Linked DNA regions of Rattus norvegicus: region 2 is linked to region 1. The links are chromatin contacts, called in public Hi-C maps. All regions are on one chromosome and are shown on one strand. The core of a region is the stretch at or near the end of the contact, and the rest is flanking DNA. Distances in the headings are between cores, read along the strand shown. Region 1 holds the start of Fam171b (family with sequence similarity 171, member B). Region 2 holds the start of Calcrl (calcitonin receptor like receptor).

What was found. Hi-C and Micro-C count contacts between places; a contact is called where the count stands out from the background.
Region 2: a contact with region 1 is called in a Hi-C map of the A7r5 cell line, with 4 times the contacts expected there. The contact joins the promoter of Calcrl here to the promoter of Fam171b in region 1. A contact is called at or near these places in 2 of 12 Hi-C or Micro-C datasets (the A7r5 cell line and Schwann cells).

The regions. Positions count from the first base shown.
Region 1 is chr3:89,335,949-89,338,949 of GRCr8, forward strand. Fam171b (family with sequence similarity 171, member B) reads left to right here and starts at 1,618. Exons shown (of 8, transcript XM_575160.9): 1 at 1,618-2,070. The coding sequence starts at 1,842.
Region 2 is chr3:89,931,137-89,933,876 of GRCr8, forward strand. It overlaps Calcrl (calcitonin receptor like receptor), which reads right to left and starts at 1,480. Exons shown (of 16, transcript NM_012717.3): 1 at 1,140-1,480.

The DNA of each region.
Region 1 (3,001 bases), core at 368-2,867:
GGGGACCTTCGCTGTAGCGCTATCCTTTAATCAATTCTGACAGCTGATCTTGATAACGTCATAAACCACCCAAGATCTCACTCCGGCAGCTAAGACCTCCAATGAGACATAGCCTAACCCCATCCCCATCAGCACCAATCAACCATCTCTGTGGATTCCAACCTTAAATACCAATTTCCCCTACCTTTCTTTCCTCTTGTCAGGATCATGCATTTTGACACTTCCCACTTTTTTTAGTTGTTATTTGATTTTGTTTTAGGACAAATGTCTCAAATGTGTCCATCTCTCTTTCCTGTCTTTCCCCCTCCCTTTCATGCTAATAGCAAAGGGATCCTTAAAAAAGAGAAGAAAAGAAAAAAAAGCACTGCTGGTAGGTATCTCTCTCCTTACCAACCTTCAGAATAGTCTTTAGTGTAGATCTCTACTTGCTTGTATAGCATCCAAGATTGCTGGAGTTGCCATCTGTGAAATGCAGGAACAGCGCCCTACACAGTAAGTACAAGTGTCTGCTAGTTATTTTTAAACAGCTTAATAGTCTGCACTCCTTTCACTCTAGAAAAGAGTAAGTCCTCTGGTAACTGCTTTCGCAACTTAAACTTTCCCAAGTACATTGTGCTTTTATGCCTCTCTCTCTCTCTCTCTCTCTCTCTCTCTCTCTCTCTTTCTCTCTCTCTCTCTCACACACACACACACACACACACACACACAGAGAGAGAGAGAGAGACAGACAGACAGACACACACACACACACTTTTCCAGTTTTTAGATGTCCTGGTATCTTATCTACTCTTTCTGTGAATTTTTATTCTGTATAGCCTACCTTTCCCAGTGTCTTTTCACAAACCACACTTAATTTTGTTCGACTGTGTGTATGCTTTAAGTGCCTGTACCGCTTCTTCAGTTGCAACCACCACAATGGACTATATTTTGCTTATATATTTATTCCCTTGCCCTAGCAGGTAGTAAGCATTCGAAAAGAAGGTATTCTATTTTACTTCTTCGAAGCTCCTGACAAGAAATGTACAGTGAACACCTACTTCAGAATTTGTTAAGTAAGAGTTTGTTTGTTTTGAGACGCGATCTTTCTCTATAGCTCCGCTGTCCTGGAACTCACTGTAGAATAGGTTGCCCTCGAACTCACTAATATCTGCCTGCCTCTGCCTCCTGAGTGCTAAAATTAAAGGTGTGAGCCACCACATCTGGCAAGACGTTAAAAAACAAAACAAACAAAAGACTCTAAACACATGAAAAGTATAGGTTTACAAATAGAAAAGGTGTAATTGCGAATAATTTATGATGAAGAAAGAAACCCTCATTCAAGCAGAAAAAGAAAAGTCTGGAGAATATCAGTTTATCTTGTAAATGGACCATGGAACAGTAGACGGTATTCCATTAAAGGAGCCTGGCTTTTGAACCACGAATGTCTCACTGCTTTAGAAGGTATCGATGCGCCACTTTTCTACCTCGGGGTCAAGTGGGAGGAATTTTATTCCACTTTGTACGTTTTTCTGCTGCCTCGGTAAAGATTAAGGATTCGAAACTCTTTCCTGCTAGTCTCCGCCTAGCTAAACGCCTGGGCACCAGCATCACCTTGCGGGGCACTTGCTGGGGTAGCCGCAGGGCCCCGTCCCTGGCTCGCCCCTCCCGGCGGTCACGTGCGCGAGGATGCGAAAGCGGGCTCGCCATCCTCTTGCAGGCCCGCTCCTCCTCCCGCCGAGGCTGTGCACCGCAGACAGCGCGAGGGGGAGCGAGCGAGCGGGCGCGGCCGGGATCCGCAGCCCTGGCGCCCGCCGTCGCTCGCAGCCCCGCAATATGCCTCCGTGGCTCTCTGGCTCTTCGCCATGGCGAGGCTCTGCCGGCGCGTCTCTTGCGCCCTGCTCCTCGGCCTGGCCGCGGTGCTGCTGAAGGCGCGGCTCGTCCCCGCGGCCGCTAGAGCCGAACTCAGCCGCTCCGACCTCAGCCTCATCCAGCAGCAACAGCAGCAGCAGCAGCAAGAGCAAAGGCAGCGGGAGGAGGCGGAGGAGGAGCGGATGGAGGTGGCTGGGGCATCCTTTACTTTGGTGGTTCCAGGTATGTCTTTGCAGTCCAGCCCTGTTTTACATCTGTGCGGACGATCGCGTCTGGCTTCGCGGGATCCTTAGCTCCTTCCTCTTCGTTGCTTAGCCTATCCTTGCTGGTTTCAATCCCTCCGCGTCTTCCCAGATTGCCCGTTCGGCCTTTCGCTCTTTGCTGGGAAGGAAATTCTTCCCCGCAGAGCACTGCAGTGGGCTTCAGAAGGGTCGGGGGCTGGTGGGTGGGCGGTAAGTAGCGTCAAGGTGGGCGCCTGCTTCCAGTAATCATTTTATTTTCCCCCTCTTCTTTCTGAACACACACACACACACACACACACACACACACACACACACACACACACACACACACAAGCTCTCAAATCCCTTTAGCATTTGCTTCTCTATCCTCTCCTAGATACTGAGCAAAACAGTCTTGCCATGCACACCCACACAGCTTTTGCACTGTTTTTCCCTGCCTACTGTATTTAAATTTAGAACGGGGGGGGGTATCTTTATTTTTTTATATCTCTCTTCTTACCCCAGGAAAGGTTTAAGGCGGCTTGCAAAAACAGAAAAAAAAATGCACTTGGTACAATAAGATGAAAAAAAGAAAACAATGAAACAGGAGTTTGTAGTTGAAGGAAGGGAGCGGGAGGGAGACAGGTAGGTTAGCTTGGAGTGATGCTTGGGTAGCATAGCCAGCCCCTCCCCCTGAGGGGAATCTTCTTGTAGTGTAACTTAAATGAGCCATCTCTTGACTCATTCGGTAGGGGTGATGAAACACGGGTGTAGTATATATGACCATCCCAGTCCTCTATTTTCTGTTTCCCCTTCCCTCAGTTAAAGCTCTCCAGTAAGCGAAGAGCTGGGTTATACGTTTAAATAGCTTTGCCCCAGCCCCTAACTCAGTTAGTCACCTTCTACGCTGTAGATTCTGCCTGGGCTTTTGG
Region 2 (2,740 bases), core at 230-2,729, 600 kb after region 1:
CAATTTCACTTAAGTAGGAAAAATGCAGAATTTGATAAATTATGCTAATGAGCACAATTTGAATCCAACACTTGGTGACGCCGCTATAACGACCACTTGTTAGGGAGGCACTGGCTCTTTAAAATCTCAGGACAGTCTGGACTGTGGCAAGAGCACTGCAGATGCCTCATCTCAGCAGCATCATAGAAAATCTAATTTAATTCCTCTGCTTAATGAGCTAATCCACTTACTTAGCGTGTCTCTGTTTATTTATTTATAGAGACTCCTTTCACACTCTTCCCCCGCACTTTTGCAGGATAGTTGAGCACACATCTAAGCGTGTAAGAGTTTAAAAGCCATGAAGTAACGCAGACATCACTACCCTTTCTTAACTCTGGACAGTTGTGGGGGTTTCGGTTGGTTGGTTGTTGATTGCTGGTTGGGTTTTTGTTTGTTTGTTTTGTTGTTTTTGTTGTTGTTTTCCCCTTACCTTATTTATAAGACACCCATAATCTTAATACAGTGGAAATAGTTCGGGGACTCTCCAAAAACAGAAACAAAAAGCAAAATAAACAAACAACAACAAAGAAAAGCCAAAAGGGTGGTATTTACACAAATCTAGCAAGAAAGAACAATGAAAATTCCATTGGTTCCCCAGTTAGAGGTGTAAGTGTCAAAAGAAGCCGAAGAGCAAACAGAAGTCCAAGTGGGTGGCTTTTCTTCTTACTCCTGCTTTCTGTTCAGTCACACAGGAAGACTCCGTCCCTTCCTTAGAATACTGATTATGTGGAAAATTTAAAGACCCTTCCTGGGGTGCAAATGTTTTCCAGCTGTCAGGACTTGAGCTAATAGTAGAAGTAACTTTAAAGAGCATTGTTTCCTGATGAAGGTATTTGTCCAAAAACTTGCCTTGTAGCCTGTTCACATGGCTATTAGTTGGTAAATTTATTTTCTAAAGTGTCATTGTAAATACTCTTATGCACTAGTAATAGATTTTGTACACATTCTGGAGTAAGACTCTCTAGTATCCCTATGTAGAATAAATGAACCGGTTTCAACCTTATTCCAATGCCACTCAGTCAATTCTTACTAGAAACATTGTCAAACTGCTTAAGAACAATGCTGAGAATACATATGTTTGTTTTGAATAATACACTTACCCCGCACGGCTCCTAAGGAAATTCTGTGTGAATAGTCTCAGGAGGGAATTTGATTTTCTGAGATAGTAGAAAAGAGTTCCCGGAGAAGAGGTGTGGAAGAGTCAAAAAGCTTTGCTGCAGGCAGCGTGAGGTCCAGGCAACAGAGCCCGCCGGTCCTAAAGCAGAAGTGCACCGCTGCGAAGAGAGGGCTTGTTCTGGGTAGATGGGGAGTGTTGTCAGATTGTAAGCGATCAGCAGCAGAAGGGAAACATCACAGCTTCCTGTTACATCACCCCGCCCCGCCTGCACTTAGTGTTAGGTTACTTTCTTTCTCAAATAGCTTACCCCAGGAAAAGAGCAGCAACTCCCTTCTCAACTCTGACAAGAGCAAGAAGCAGCCTGAACAGACAGAGATCCTTTGCTGTATGAACACATTGTTACCAGCAAAAGCTGGCTGGCTTTCACCTAGACTGAGTTCTGTTAGAACTTGCTGCCTGTGATTTTGAAGGCAATCTAAGTGTAAAAGAATCAAAGGAGTTAGGGGTGTGGGTGTAGGTGTGTGTTGAATGAGAGTTCACAGAACAACCAGGAACAATTTATCGGTCACATCTTTCTTCTTAAATGTGCATAGAATTTTGAGCATCAGAATTACTTCGGACTCAAGTTTGAGCACTAATGTGTGATCCAACTCCACAATCAATTTTGCATAAGAGGCTTCATGCTGTCCTTTCCAGGAATCCCTTAGTTGTATGTACTATAAATCTAGTTTGTGTATGGAGTGTGGAATCATTTTACACACTTTTAAATAGTTGATGTAATTATGTCACTGTGTATAACCTAAGCTCTATAGTATTTATCTCAAAATAACCTCCAAGGAAACGTGGCAGTATTTTAACATGATACTATGAAATAATTTCATACAATAAATGAACGTCAATTTTTTAAAAAAAAAGATTTACCTCTAAACTTAATTGTATCATAAATATAAGAAATCACTGAGTATGATCAGGAAAAAAAAGCCTGTAAACCTGAAATATACCTGATATGATAAATATGATAAAGTATGAGATTTGGCAATAATTGTAGCTCCCAAAGCCACACAGCACTAAAAGTCACATGATCTTTGCATCAAATTTGTCACTGGAAAAGATGGATAAAATAATACCTGAAGGTCTTCGCATTGTTGAAACTTTGAATCAACGCATTTTATAACATTTAGGACGAATGAGGAGCTACTCTAGTGACCAAGCAATTCCAATTAGCTACTATAATCCCGCTGAGCTGGCTCAGAGGCACAGACTTAGAAGTAAGCACTACAACCAAGTAGCAAACGAGGAGCTCAGAGTCCTAGCAGATGAGGAATGGCAGTAAAGACACGGGGTGCAGAATCTCCGAATATCATGATCCTGAAAGACAGTGCCCTGTTCTTAAACGTCTACTATCTTGATCTGCATGGGAAATTTATTATAAAATCTTTAATTCTGTATATTATATAAAACGGAGTGTATCCATATAAAACTATGGAATATAAGTGACAATCTCAGTCACGGAAAAACGGAAGCTCTATGGAAGAAGCCGATTTACACAATGTAGTTTTAAGAGACAGTAGTAAACTGGGAAGT